Linked DNA regions of Columba livia: region 1 is linked to region 2. A link is a contact called in public Hi-C data. All regions are on one chromosome and are shown on one strand. Each heading gives the region's core, a stretch centred on a gene start, on an enhancer-like site or on the middle of the called end of the contact. The rest is flanking DNA. Distances are from core to core; before and after follow the strand shown. Region 1 holds the start of TGDS (TDP-glucose 4,6-dehydratase). Region 2 overlaps DCT (dopachrome tautomerase).

Region 1 (6,911 bases), core at 1,423-3,922, 49 kb before region 2:
CTCCTTAACACAATAGTGCATGATAGCACCTAAACAAACCTTCACCCTAACCCAAATGTCATTAACCTTCTTTACTACAAACAGCCTTGCTTTGCCACCCCCCTTTTTTTTTTTTTTAAAGAAATAGACTTCCAAATAGTCTTTTTTTCCTTCCTCCCACCCAAAATTTTATTTTTTCAACTTCAGATAAAGACAGTGCCTCAATCAGTCATAATAGCTAGTTAAAAGTCTAGTATTTTGTGACCTTTGCAGCATGATTATGAGCATCATAGGGTAGCTCTTGAGTCTAATAACAGAAAAACTTATGTAAATGGACATTCATGTTATGGACTGATTAGAGCCAAAATACTTAAGTATAGAAGACACAATTCAAATTGATCCAATGAAAATCAAACTTCAAAAGTGTTCTCCAATGTGTCAGTCTACTTATAGGCTGCATCTTGACATAGAAAAATATTTTAGCCATTCTATAACTAGTTCATTTGACACAATTTATCTTGTGTGGGTAATTCTACAGACCTCAAACTTATTTTGATAAATTATTGCCATAGACTTCTTTAATGTAACAGTATCCTACACTAAAAGGCAGGATTTAATGAAGAAGAAAAATCAATCAGTACTGCAAGAGTACAAATTCATTCAAATTTAAGCAAGATTTGTACGTTTTTTAAACTGTCAGAGTAATCTTCTTCCCTACCTAACCTGGCACCAGCTGGATGTGAGTCAATAGACTACTACCAGCTTTGAATAAGGCTTTGCCAGGAAGGTTTTGCAGTTCAGTGCCAGCTGCAAGAGAGCGTTCCTGCAACAAAACCTCAAAAAAGGTGATCTCCTGGGATCTGTAAAATCTAAGTTTAGATCTGGGATCTGTTTACCTAAGTTGCTAATTAAAGATTTTGAAAAATTAACTGAAGGTTCTAAAAAAAAAAAAAAAAAAGCCTATATGGCTTCACTAAGACCCAAAATACATATAGCTGTGGGTATTAATGCAGAAAGAGGAATATTTTTAAAGAAATATGCAACATCAACTTGCAGAATAAATTATATCTGAACACCTAAACCACTCTTCTTAAATCTTAACAGTCTTTCCTCAGATTTAACTAGTTCATTTTTTCCCTTTACATCTATTTAGAGCACTTCTACAATTATTTTCTAGGACAGCAATAATTAACTGCTTTCAAGTCACTCCACAAAGCTATCTTCACTCTATCAATAACTGAAAGGTCACACTCCAGCTTTTCTTGGCTTATACCACATTGTCCTTCATCCCATAAGTTGTTATCTTTTTTCTTGTAAACATTTTTGTTTTCTTCTCACACTACTCCTCCAGTCTGGGAGGAAGCCTGTTTGTTATCTTCATAGTTGTTTTTTGAAGCATTACATAGAACTCTTCTGCTAGAAGCTAACTAACAAAAAATAACAGTCTCAGCTACCGAAATGCTGAACATGTAGGGAAAGCATGCTGACTAGCACAGCCTTGTTGTGTAATAGCGCTCGCTACGCCTGCATATATACCTTTTTGCAAAGTAAAACTTCTGTAGAAAGGAGAGTAATTTCCAACATGTATTTCTGCAGAGGCCATTCTAACAGGATTCTAGTCCACTGCAAGGCCTCTTAGCTAACATTATTAGGGAATTAATAAGACAGAAAAGAAAAGCCGTTGAGAATAATCAGGTGAAAAATTTTATTCTGATGCCCGGTGACACTAACAACCGTATGAAGCACCGTTCTCACTCCGAAGAGTTCCAGGAGGGAGGGAGAGGCGCATGTGAAAGTTAAAACGCCCCGGATCGCCTAGATCCTCCCGCCACGCCAGGCCGTGGAGGACAGCAGAACGCTGACCACCCACAGGAGCACTGTGCCATTCTGCGACAAATACTGTTTATGTAGCACGACGGGCTGCTGCCAACTCCTCTGCCCACTGCCTTGCCGCAGCCCCGCTTCTGGCCGAGCTTCCCACCGCCGTCCCAGGCTACCCGCCGCCCGCCCAGCGGACCAGCCCTGTCGCACGTCCCGGCGGAGGGCGGGCAGCCGGGCTGACCCCACCGCCACCGCCGCCGCCGCCGCTCCCCTCAGGCCGCCGCCCTAACGGCTCCTCGCCGCGCGCCGCCCTCACGCGCCCCAACGGCTCGTCGCTCTCCCGCCCCGTTTCAGGACGGCGGACAGGGACGACGCGGCCGCTCGCTCTCCCCCACTTCCCTTCTACTCCCCTCCCTCGGGCACTCACCGTGGAATTGGAACCGCGCCACGGGCCGCCACGGCTCCAGCCGGGCGGCGGCGCTGGCGAAGCCGCCCCGCAGCGTCTTGCCCCCGGCGCCCCACCAGCCGGCGGCGCACAGCAGCCACAACAGCCGCCACCGCATCCCCAGGGCCCGCCGGCGGCAGCGGCCACCGTTACCCGAACCACCCCCCCCGCCTCCGCCGGCTCGCGCCGCCGCGTCACGTGATTCCCCCCCTCCCGCCACCCCTCCAGGTTACAACCGGGCGCGGGACAGGGGAGAAGGAGAACCAATGGGAGCTGCGCGCGAGGGAGCGTGCCCCACCCTGGGGGCGGGGACGACGCGGCCGGCCCCTCCCCTGCCACCGTGCCCTGCGGGTCTGCGCTTCTATAGCTGCGACGTGTCCGTTGCTGGGTTCGGCCGTAAATTGAGACACACACCCCCCCCCCAGCGTCGTAAAGGGCAACGTTGTAGCCGGAGCTGCTGCTGCTCGCCTCAGAGGCAGCTAGCTCCGTTGTTCAGGAACGTGGGGAAGGGTTTCTTTTTTTTCTTTCTCCATCCCTCCCTCCTTCCTCCCACGCCAGCTCTTGCAGTGGCCGCCGCCCTGCCCGAGAAACCTGCCGGGGAACTACAGCTTCCGCGCCCTGTTGCGCATGCGGTTTCGTGGGGTCGCGGCGCACGGTAGCTGAGGCTTGAGGGCCGTCGCCGTAAAGCGCGGGCGATGTCGGAGGCGACGGGCGCGGTGGGGTTGCCCGTGTTCGAGAAGCGGCTGCTGGTGACGGGCGGCGCGGGGTTCATGTGAGTGGCGGCTGCTGGGTCAGGCCGAGGCCGTAGGCCTCCTCCCTGGGGACGCGGGGGCTGTCGGGCCGGGGCGGGAGGGGTGCTGCAGCTCTGGGTCGTGTCCCGGGGCGGTTCAGTGGCGCCGGTGGCTCGGGCCGCCTTCGTGGAGGCCGCGGTGGGCGCAGCCGTTTTTCAGGCTCGGGTTCTCTTTGGAGGCTGCCTGGGGCTCTTCCGTGTGTCGGAGTTTGCGGCGGTAAGCGCTGGGGAGCGAGCTGGGCCGCTGCCTGGCTGCCCTCCGCTCGGGGCCGGCGAGATGGTGCTGGGTGCGGGGACCTCGCAGCGCTGATGGCGGGAGTCGGTGCTGAGCCTCAGCCGGGGTGGGGGGTGACTGTTCTTTGGGCCGACAACTGTTTGTTACCTCTACTCCCCACAGCTGTGGGCTCTTAAGAAAGTTCAGGTCTATCTTAAGCTCGTCAGCGTGCTTGGGGGTTGAAGCTGTGAGAGGACTGGATTTCTGTGTGTACCCTCAGCTTGGAGGGCTGGAGATGTGAATAAGCCCTGCAAAACCTGAACTCTAAGAGTGAGCTTCTTGTACTCAAAACTGTAGCAAAGAGAAATGCCACCTGACACTCGGGCTGTCAGTCTCTTACACCTAGCAGCAGTGTTGGAGAGTTGAATGTTTGAGAGTCAGTATTGTGAGTTAGGAGAGTAGATTGTTTATTTCTCCCTAATACCCAATGTATAAACTTAAAAAGTAATTTGGAATAGCAACTGGGTGTATCATATAACAGATTGGGGTGTGTTTAGGGTCTGTGTGTGTGTTTGTTTTTTTTCTTTTGGGTGGCAGTGAGCAGTGCTGCTTTCTTTTGTTATGTCACGAACTTTTAATCTGATTTTTCAGGTTCTTAATAGTATGTGGTTATGGGCATTAGCAACAGAATGATGGTGATGTGTTTTAAAATATATCTGTGAATTTCTCTTGAGTACAGCCTCCTCTTCCCACAAAGCCTTTTGATATTGCTGAACTTAGTTGTAATTTGTCATCTCTTTGCTACCTTAAAGCTAACTATGTAATTATAAAATATGTTTTTCTTTTGTCCTGTAGTGCTTCACATGTAGTTGTCTCTCTTGTGAAAAAGTACCCAAACTATTTGATTATAAACCTGGATAAGGTAAGTAGCTTGCTTTCTTTTTTCATACAGAAAACTATTTTAAATGATTTTTGATGCAATTTGTAGCATTTTGAAATTTATATGGATTATTGTTTTTTATTAAATTTTTGCTTGACTATCCATTTGTTCCTATGCAAAAAAAGTCAACTACTGTTAATGCTTATAGTCCTGTGCACACTACAAATAAATATTTGGAAAAAAAAAAAAGGAAGCTTTTGAAGTTCTAAACTTCCATTTAAGAATGTTTGCAGTAAAGATATATTAGTTTTGTGTTTTTAAAGCTTTATCATGTATTCTTGCAAAATAGTTTTTATTTTGAAAAAAGTTATTGCTTTGTTCTCAAACTTTCCAGTTTTTAGGTTGTATCTGAGTTAGCTTATTTATATACTGTCGGTATTTCTCTTTAGCTCGACTACTGTGCAAGCTTGAAGAATCTTGAAACTGTCTCTGAGAAGGAAAACTACAAGTTTATCCAGGTGATAAAGCTTTCTCTTTTAAGAAACTTGAGTTTTTACTGATTTCTATGCCTTCATATTGAGTTAATGTGGTCTTTAGAGTTCCCCAAACTAGAAGCCACTGCTTTCATTTACCATAAAGCTGAAATTACTTCTATTAGTTCATTGTCAAGAGTGAGTCAGTGTATGTAACATGTGTGTGACAATCAGATGGATATAACAGCATTTATTTTGTCTGCTTGTCTTCATATTTCACTCATAGAAGACTGTGGAAGTAGGCAGTATGTTCTGTCACTTACATGAAGTAGTCTTTTGAAAGTTGATATATTTTATTGTATAATAAAGGTAGATAATTGTTAAAAGCCTAGTTATAGAGATGAGTGGTCATAGGGATGATTGATTCACTTTTGGTAGGTGGTATGGGCAAGACAGACTCATATTTGGCTCCTCCGTGCTTCTCTGATGCGATCTTAGATTTTATTCATTATTTATTTATTTATTTATTATTATTTATATATATATATACACACACATATATATAATTATTATTATTTATTTATTATTTATTTATTATTTCAAACACTTTCGCTTGTCATATTCTGTGGTGCGCAACACACTTTTTCCTGTTCTGTTAGCACTAGATATCAGGGTACGTTTTTGCTGTTGATGCTGTGTAGTTCATAGTTGTTTTGGAACAGGGTCTTGTTGGAACATTTAATGTATGACTTTTCTTTTTAAAATTTGGCCAATTAAATCAGTTTACTGTTTCCACAGTTTTATCTTAAGACAGGAGGTGGATTTAGAATTATTGTTCAGATAAACATTCTGACTGCAGGGTTTGTATGCTAAGGTTCCTTCCCTCAATGAAAGTCAGTACTGCTGCTGGACTTTGTCTAGCTGGGCTGTTCGAGGTTGCAGGACATCAGAGAAATGCATATAGTTTAATTTTCTGAAATAGGAACTTTGGGGCAACTTTGTCACATGGATGTAAGTTAAACATATCTCATGGATTCAGGCAAGGTTGGAATTAGACTGGTCCTCACCTGTTTGATGACCCCCATGGCTGTTCACATTTTTGTGAACCCGGCTCTTTATTTCAGTAAGTGATTGTCTCTGAGCTGTTGGGCTAAAAGTTGCATGAGGGGAAAGGGGATGTTTACTAAGCACATGTGTGCAATTTCAGCATGCCCAAACTGTCTTTTTCGTTGTTTTTCCTAATGTTTTTGATGGTTTCTAGTATGTGATATGAAGTGTATGAATGCTGTAGAAAAGCCTCATTATCTGGATATGTATTAACACGGAGTTCTAAAATTTACCCTGTAAACAGCTAGATTCCTATCTGAAGCGGGGGATAGTGACAAGCAATGTAGCTATACTGCGTCTGGAATAAAGCTGGCATATGTTCTGTACAAAATTTACACCCGTGTAATGCATTCCAACTTTTCAGGGTTTGTGTGTGTTTTTTTAAGAAATGTTGATCAGAGCCTATATGTAGCTTGTATGCAGCCAAACAGTTTACACTGATAGGAAAAAATACACTGGAAAAAATGATCAAGCCCTGTAATTAGAATTGTAACGCTATTACTGGCATTAGGAGAGAGCAGGAAGGGTAAACACTGTAGCGATGCTGTAGAAAAGAAGCCCGTTTTGGAAGGTAGAGAAGTAAAGGTTTAGAAAATTTGTGTAAGGGACTGGAGGAAAGATACAGTTTTATCACAGTTTCTCTTGTTGTTCAGCATAGATGTATAGAGTTTGAGTTTGTTAAAAAAAAAAAAAAAGTCAATAATTGTAACCAATTAGTTCAAAATGTATAAGTGGAGTATTTACTGGAGTGTTTCAGTTCTGTTCAGGGATGAGAAACAGGAAGTTCAGCCCATCTTCCATTTCTGACATATAGTACTACTTTGAGGCTGTTGTTCAGAATTGTTGAGAACTTCTTAAAACGTAGGTGCATTTGAACTATTTTTATTTAGTTGCCTTGCTATTGAAAAATACGTAAGTCTTCTTCCCGAAGGCACTGCTTCTTCGCTGGTACTATCTTAAGTTGAGCCAACAGATAAATATGAAAAGCTGCTTCTCAGCTTGCATTTACCTTTAAAAGCTGTGGTTGATTCTGTAAGAATGTCTTGTGTGTCGATGCCTGCCTCTTTTCTAAATATATCAATTTAAAAAAATAAAACTCTCAAACAACAAAACCCCAAATCCCTGCAAGACATCCAACAGTCCGTTTTGACGGAAGTGGAAAATCCACCGTTTGTGATGCCACTAGGTGTCACTGTCCGTTT
Region 2 (6,914 bases), core at 55-2,554:
GATAATTTTTCACCTCAATGTATTTTTAATTTCATTTAGCAGCTCGTAGATGTGCTGGAAGTTATTAACTCTACATATATATTCGAATAACACATTATTTTTACAGTTATCAATAAATGTTCTGAATAACACAGTCTTTTTTTAAGGTTCAAAATGTTTCATGCTGTTTCACAAAACACTATAGGAACTCCCTGGTTATAGTTTATTTTAGAATCATGATCAATTCCATGTCATGTACAGTCAAGCTGATGTTAGCAGTAGGTAAACCTCCAAACTCAAATTCTGAAATTTAAGAGCAGGATTTCCCTGACAGCTAAATATACACTTGTGTTTTACCTCTATGTTAGGAACCTGTGACAGAAGTTGAAAATGGTGCTTGTCCTTCTCTATTCTGACTCTGCTGCAATGTTTAATGAATTTAGAACTAAATTTACCGGGACTGAAGACTGAGCTAGCTCTCATTACCCAGGTCTGCAGGTAGGGGATCAGGTTTGGATGTGGCATTCCCTAGACCACATCTTAAACGTTACTTTATATATTCCCTATGTATTTCTTTATTTAGACATATATTTGGACCATATTTTGTTTGCTTTCCCATGTTATCTTGAGAGAGGGTTTTTACAGAGCAAATGAAGTCCTGAACAGATCATGTCAGATTTGTTGCATAATATGTTACATTAATGGAGTGCACAGATTTTGTGTTTTGTAAGGTCCTGAGTCTTAGGAAAACTCTGCTTTTGTAGCCTTGAATAAAAAATTCCAGTAAGCAATGCTTTCTGATATTTCTTCTAGGCCTGCTCAATACTAGCCATGTGGACTAGAAAGATCTCAGTAGATCTTTACATATACTTAGTTCGAATATGAGAAACTCACAAAACTGAGGGGGCTTTATGGGACAAAAAAAAGTTATGATTTGCTCACCACACACTCAGGTAGTCCTTGCTGCAGCAGGTGGACAACGATGTCCTGCTGTTTCTGCCGTTCTGTGGTGTCTTTGGGTGTTCCCAGCACATTTGCTCCTGGCTTATGCCCAAGATGTCAGTGATTGTAGCTCTTTTTGTGCAGCTGCTCAACCCAGTACCCTAGCTCCCAATTCAGGTTGCCTTTTGGGGGTTTTTACCATGTAGGAACCAGTGTTAATTGGTGCTGAGAACATCAGCTGAGGTCTCCAGAGACCTGGGTTGGACATGTATCATATCATTTGGACCCTGATGAGTGTCAGTCTGAAGCTGGGTCTGAAGTCTCCACATGTCCTTCTCAAGGGGGAGATATCAGCCACTTTCCAGCACAAGACAATGAATCTTCACGTGCACCAGATCCCGCTAAATGGTGATTTAGACAGATGATGTTGGATGGAGATTGGCACCTTTTTGTCCTTCATGTGATGTGAATGCCAAAGTTTAGGAGACAGACTAGGCTGCTACTTCTAAGGGTGAATCAGATTTTTCCTTGGGTTCACAGGGCATAGTGTGTGCCCAACTAGCTTCACCACTTTGGAGGTTTGAATACTGCTGCCCCAAGCGTTTGTTGCCCTGGTTATGGGCAAACGACAGTGGCAGTGAGGTGGAAGAAGGAGAGAGACAGGGGAGAAATGTAAAAAGGTGGCATAGCAGCTAACTTGTTAGAACTAATTTTGCTAAGAGTGGGAGGGTTAAACATGGGACAGTTTCTCAGTTCTCACATGTAAATTGAGTAGAAAGATATTTTCCTTTCCAGAAGAAAAGCAATGAGGGCATTAGATTGATAATATGCACTTAAAAATGTTAAGGTCAAAGATCAGTGTGTTACTCTTTCTGCTTGCTGGGCCTTAGTTTAATAATTAGGACTATAAAACTGTGACTGGTCCTAACAGTTGCTTGTAAAATCTGACTGAAATAAGCTCTATAGCAAACACAACCTGCCCTCTCGTGGCTTACTGGAAAATTACCTGGTGCCACTAAAATGCTGTTTTCTCCCTTTTTAAAAAGCGCAGTCTTGGTCTAGCAACCAAGGAAAGTTATGTCCTTGGTGAAAGGAAGAAGCACAGGTAAACTTTATACAAAATGCTTAAAAAGGAAGAAAGTTGAACATAGGTACATTACAAAACTGCTGGAGATTGCTTTTACATGTTTTAATGTTCCACTCATCCTAAACTACAGAAAAGGCATTTTTTATTGCTGGTTTATGCAAGTGTTAGTAAATACCTGCAATCTATTGTTGCATAAATTGTACTGAAGCTGTTACTGCCAGGGTGAGATGTAAAGGGACTCTTCTGTTCCATAACTGGAGGAAAAGACTGTCACCGACTTCTAAACTGAGGGAAACAAGGCTGTAAACACACTGTCCCCAGTCTCCACAGAGCCCAGCACACCCTGGGATTTTGGTCCTACAATCAGGTTGAAGCGTGACCACTGCTGCTGGAGTCAGTGTGGGGTAGGGGGACAGAGCAGTGCCTGCAGGGGTGCCCTGCCCTCACACTGCTGGCAGCGCTGGGCTCAGCATGGGCACCCAAATGGGGACAGGGAGGACAGTGCCCACCTGGGAGGGGGGACACTGGTGCCCAGGAACCACCTCTGCCCATTGCTTTTGCCTCTCGCATTCATAACTGAGCAGTCACCCAGCCCAGCCCAGGAGGGAAGGATGAGGGACCAGCACATCCATCCCCATGGTCACTTTTTACTCAAAACAGTTTGCTGACAGATGGGAGGTGCACTCCTGAATGACTTCAAGCTGAGATGGGTGCAATCATCACCGTCACCCCCCTTTAAAACAACTCCTGCTGAATTAAAATTCTTCTGACAAAAGGGTCTGAAACACACAGGAGCATGTAACACGCAAATGAGATGTTTAAGCTCTGGAGAGGGAGAAGTGCTCAAAACCATCTCTTTCTCAGCCTTTTTGTTAGCTAGACCTATGCAGCTTCCAGCTCTGTGTGTTGAGCTTTTGTGTGGATTATCTTTCTGAGAAGTTTAATTCTCTCTAGTCACTAGTTAATTGCTCTCTCAACTGGCTGTACTGGATCTGTGGGCAGCTAATGCCTCTTTCTGAGTCATCCCGTGGGTCGGGTGCCTAATTTTTTGACTCTGTAGTAAGCTGGTGGCAGCCACATCATCTCTGTCAGTCATGGCCTGTGCCTTTGTGCAAATGATTGTCATGAAAATTCTCTGAAGGAATCAGTGAGAACCTGTTTTCTGAATTAAATAAAACCTCATTGCTGGCTACTGAGCTAAATGCTTGAAAATGAATCTGTTCTGATTCTGTCCCTGATTTAGGAAAGAAGCAGTGTAAAGTGACCACATCTTATGGCTATTATTATAACATTGGAAGCTGCAATGCCATTACTGACCTTCTACTTCTACTAACTCCTTACTTTACACTGCTTTTGGGAGAAATATTGTGTGCCTGCGCTTCTGAGGGCAGGAAAAGAGAAAGCAGCTGATTCGAAGACTGTCAGCTAAATTCAGTAATGAAGATACACACTTACAGAACCAGGCATGCAGGCTGATGGCAACTAGGAGGGAAACCTGGTTTCCTAAAGTACCCACTTTGGCCCTTTATGCTCTATATGCAGCCAGTTAAGTGTCCTGCACGCAGCTGCCTGGAGAAAATCAAGTTACAAGCAAGGCTGCATCTATGATCCTGCTCTACTTCAGTGCTCCTGAAGCTGACACACAGCAGATATTTGTTAGCCAGAACTCTTTGCTAAAACTAGGCTTTCCAAAACCTAGGAGGCCAGAATAAATGGTACCAGTGCTGGCCATCTTTTTACATACCAGCTCTCTCTTCTTGTGAATGGACATCCATTTCCTCTCCTAAGGGATGAAAAACCATGGACGTAGAAAGTTACCTTTGTGCTGGGTTTCAGATTAATCAAATGTATAAGCCATTGCATTGTACAGGTCCAAAATCATGCACAGATACTAGCAGGTTGCCCTCCAAGGATGAAATATGAGAAGCAAGCTCCAGGTATGCACCTATTTGTAGAGTCTGCAGGTCTGGTTCACGTTCCCTGTCCTGATCTTCACCGATCCGGTCTGCACCCATGGTGATGTTACTATCACTGTGTGTTTCCCCTTCAAAGGGTCCTGAGGCCACCCTTGTGCAATGACAAACGACATTTGCAGACAGCAAGTCAGGTAGTAAATGTCATGGTGAGACTGAGAGACCTGGATTTGGGAGTCAGCTTGAAGAACAGATAACAGTGAACATATCAAGCTATTCAGTAAAGAGGGAATAAATGGTCTGGGCTTTTCCACAGCGGATTATCCCTCCCTGTTTGTCTCTTCTCCCTTCAGTGTTTCGCTGTCTCTTGCCTGTTGACAAACCCATGAGCCCTGTGCAAGTTTAACAGGCAGAATGGAAAGAAAGTATGGGCTGATTGCAATCATTGCCCTTGGCAACAAGTGTCTGCATAAAGGAAGTAGTCACTTGATCTCCAGCTCAAATGTAGTCTTTTCAGCCCACATCTTTGCCCTCCAGCTTTCTCACAGATTAGATGAAAAAGCTCCTTTTTCAGCCTTGTGGTTTTACCTGTGGTGGTTCTCCTTCTGTGGTTTCTGATTTTCTGTGGTCATGTAGCAGGGATTTCAGCTGTCTGTTTTGGATATGGTGAATTGTATTATGGTATTATGTGGACTGATGCCTTGGAGACATGTCCTTAAATGTTCAGTGGTGTGACCACAATGTCCCTTCTTGTGGTTTCCTTCACTTGGTGATTTCATTGCTGCATCCCAGGCTGCTTCCCGGCCTGTTTCTCTGCCATCCATCCCTGAGGGTTTGCTCTCATGGCACCAGTTTTTCATTTCTGCCTTATAAGAAGGTCTCCTGAGGCTTTTTTTGGGTGCCTTTTGCTTGAAAACATCTTTCAGTAGCTTCTTTTTTTAATGTGGAGGTGTTATTGCTCAAATATCTGTAACAGTTTCACACTTGCTTCCTCTGCTTGAGTTAACTGAAAAGCTACTAAACACAACAAATGCTTGGAAGCTATTATTGTCAGGAATAAGCCTGATGACTGGCTTCTTTTGAGCTGCTTGTCTCCCATTTCAGCTAGAGCCTGAAGTGCTTATTAAGCCTTCTTCGTTGGGTTTATTTTTCATTCTAATTGGAGACTTTCAAATTCCAACCTGGCTTTTATCAAGAAATTCTCCCCCTTTCTTTCATGCTGCTGTGTCCCACCATTCCATGGTCAGTGGTTGCTCAGGGTGGGAAGACCTTGCCAAAGAGCTGCTTCCTTTTGTGTTGCTCCAGTTGGCTGTGCATGGCGAGAGCATCAGGAGAGCAAGTATGCTCAGCCCTTGCAGATGCACATCAAATTTACTTACAGTCTTTAGGACCTATGTCAACAACTGGCTTTGTGGTTAGCAGGTGCACTCTTGCTTGACATGCTACTCTCTTGCTATTCCCCTTGGCATAGCTGCCCGGCAGAGATGGGAACAAATGGCTTAATTTAGAGCAGCTCTAAGACTGTTCAGATTTGTGTCACATCTCAGGGCAGCTGCATCTCCTCCCTGAGCCTGGAGATGGGAGCATCAACGAGATGTAGAAAGCCTGCTTTCTCTGCAGATGTGTTCACCCACTCGGTGTGCCAAGCCCCTTGGATTTAGAATTCAGCTCAGAGCTTTGAAAAATACCACTTGTGTAGACAAAGCACAATCCTTCCTGAGAAAAGAAAAAGCTGGATTTTTAACAGAAGAAAAATCTGTCCTTTTATTCAGGCCAAGTACACTCTTCCCTACCTCCTTTTCTTTTCCTTCCAACTCTTTCCATGTGTAGTGTTAGGATAAGACTTATGGTTTTGCAAAAGCGATGAATGCGTATGTTTTTAATGTAGAATTTGTTGTTGTTAAATACAGCCTCCCAGCTAAAAAAAATTCTGATCAGGGACATGACATATGGAGAGAGAGATGACAGAGCTCAGTGCTCATTTAGACTATATCTGTCTGCTGGTAAGAAAGAAGTATACCCTGGTGGCTGTGCTAGGAGAGATGAACAGAAAGATAAAAGGTATATTTCTGCTTGAAACTGAAAAAGGAGGAAAAAAGTGGTACTTTTCATTTCAGTCTTCCCCTTATCTAAATGTTTCAGCTTGGTCTGGGGATTGCCGTGTCATGTTTTTCTGATATATACTTAATTGTGTTATTCAGGCAGATGAATTTGTGTCCGCTCATCACAACGACCTGTCTCATGCTCATTTTTGCCTTAGTCACTGTCAGTCGTTCAATATCAGTATGGTTTTCATCTGGAAAGCACATCTCTAGTAGCACTGCACAAAATCGCTCCCTTTAGTCTTCTCTAATATTCCACAATTTATTTCATTTGGAAGCAAGGTTTTACAGAGCAATGGGAATGGGAATGGGAATTTATTGAACAACAAAAAGACTACTTGGAATATTGCCTTTGCCTAACAAATTCCAGTAAACTCATTTTGCAGCCAGGGAACGTCAGATTTTTTTCTTCCCACATTTCATGGAGCGTGTGGTGAAGCAGCTTGCTCTAGAATAGAAAACCCTTAGTTTTCAGTTGTGGTTGTGACATGGTTAAAGAACTTTGAAATTGTTTTATGGAGGGGTTCCCCAAATATTTCAACATTTTGTGGTACTATAACTACCCTACTCAGGCAGTGAGTATTACTGAATTGGGAAACAAAGTTTTCCAAGGTTCACAACAGTTGATAAAAGAAAAAAAAAGCTCTCAAAATTTCTAGTGTGCTTCTGTTGCAGTGTAGGATTGTCCCAGCTCTACGTTTTCTGCTGGGAGATGCCCAGAGGTTTCACCTTTGCTGGTTCCTTTGGAGAGTTCTCCAGTCTCCCTCCTCTCCTCCACATTGCTCGCCTTGTCCTTTTGGCTCTTTCTGCCTTGCTTTGCAAATGTATCTATTTCACCCTCCTCTAACTTACCTATCAGTATTCATAAGAGTGGGAGACAATAGAATGAGC

What was found. Hi-C and Micro-C count contacts between places; a contact is called where the count stands out from the background.
Region 1: a Hi-C map of crop shows a contact between it and region 2, with 1.8 times the contacts expected there. The contact joins the promoter of TGDS here to the enhancer-like site in region 2.

Annotation. Positions count from the first base shown.
Region 1 is chr1:54,799,212-54,806,122 of bColLiv1.pat.W.v2, reverse strand. It overlaps TGDS (TDP-glucose 4,6-dehydratase), which reads left to right and starts at 2,672. Exons shown (of 12, transcript XM_065056914.1): 1 at 2,672-3,017; 2 at 4,105-4,171; 3 at 4,579-4,647. The coding sequence starts at 2,941. GPR180 (G protein-coupled receptor 180) reads right to left here and starts at 2,446. Exons shown (of 9, transcript XM_065056908.1): 1 at 2,228-2,446. The coding sequence starts at 2,363.
Region 2 is chr1:54,748,386-54,755,299 of bColLiv1.pat.W.v2, reverse strand. DCT (dopachrome tautomerase) reads left to right here. Exons shown (of 9, transcript XM_065056892.1): 9 at 1-770. Among named protein-coding and RNA genes, the nearest start is that of DCT, 25 kb to the left of the region's middle. Within about 2 kb of position 1,304, at least 1 of the 3 cell types and tissues checked has an H3K27ac peak away from gene starts, as active enhancers do.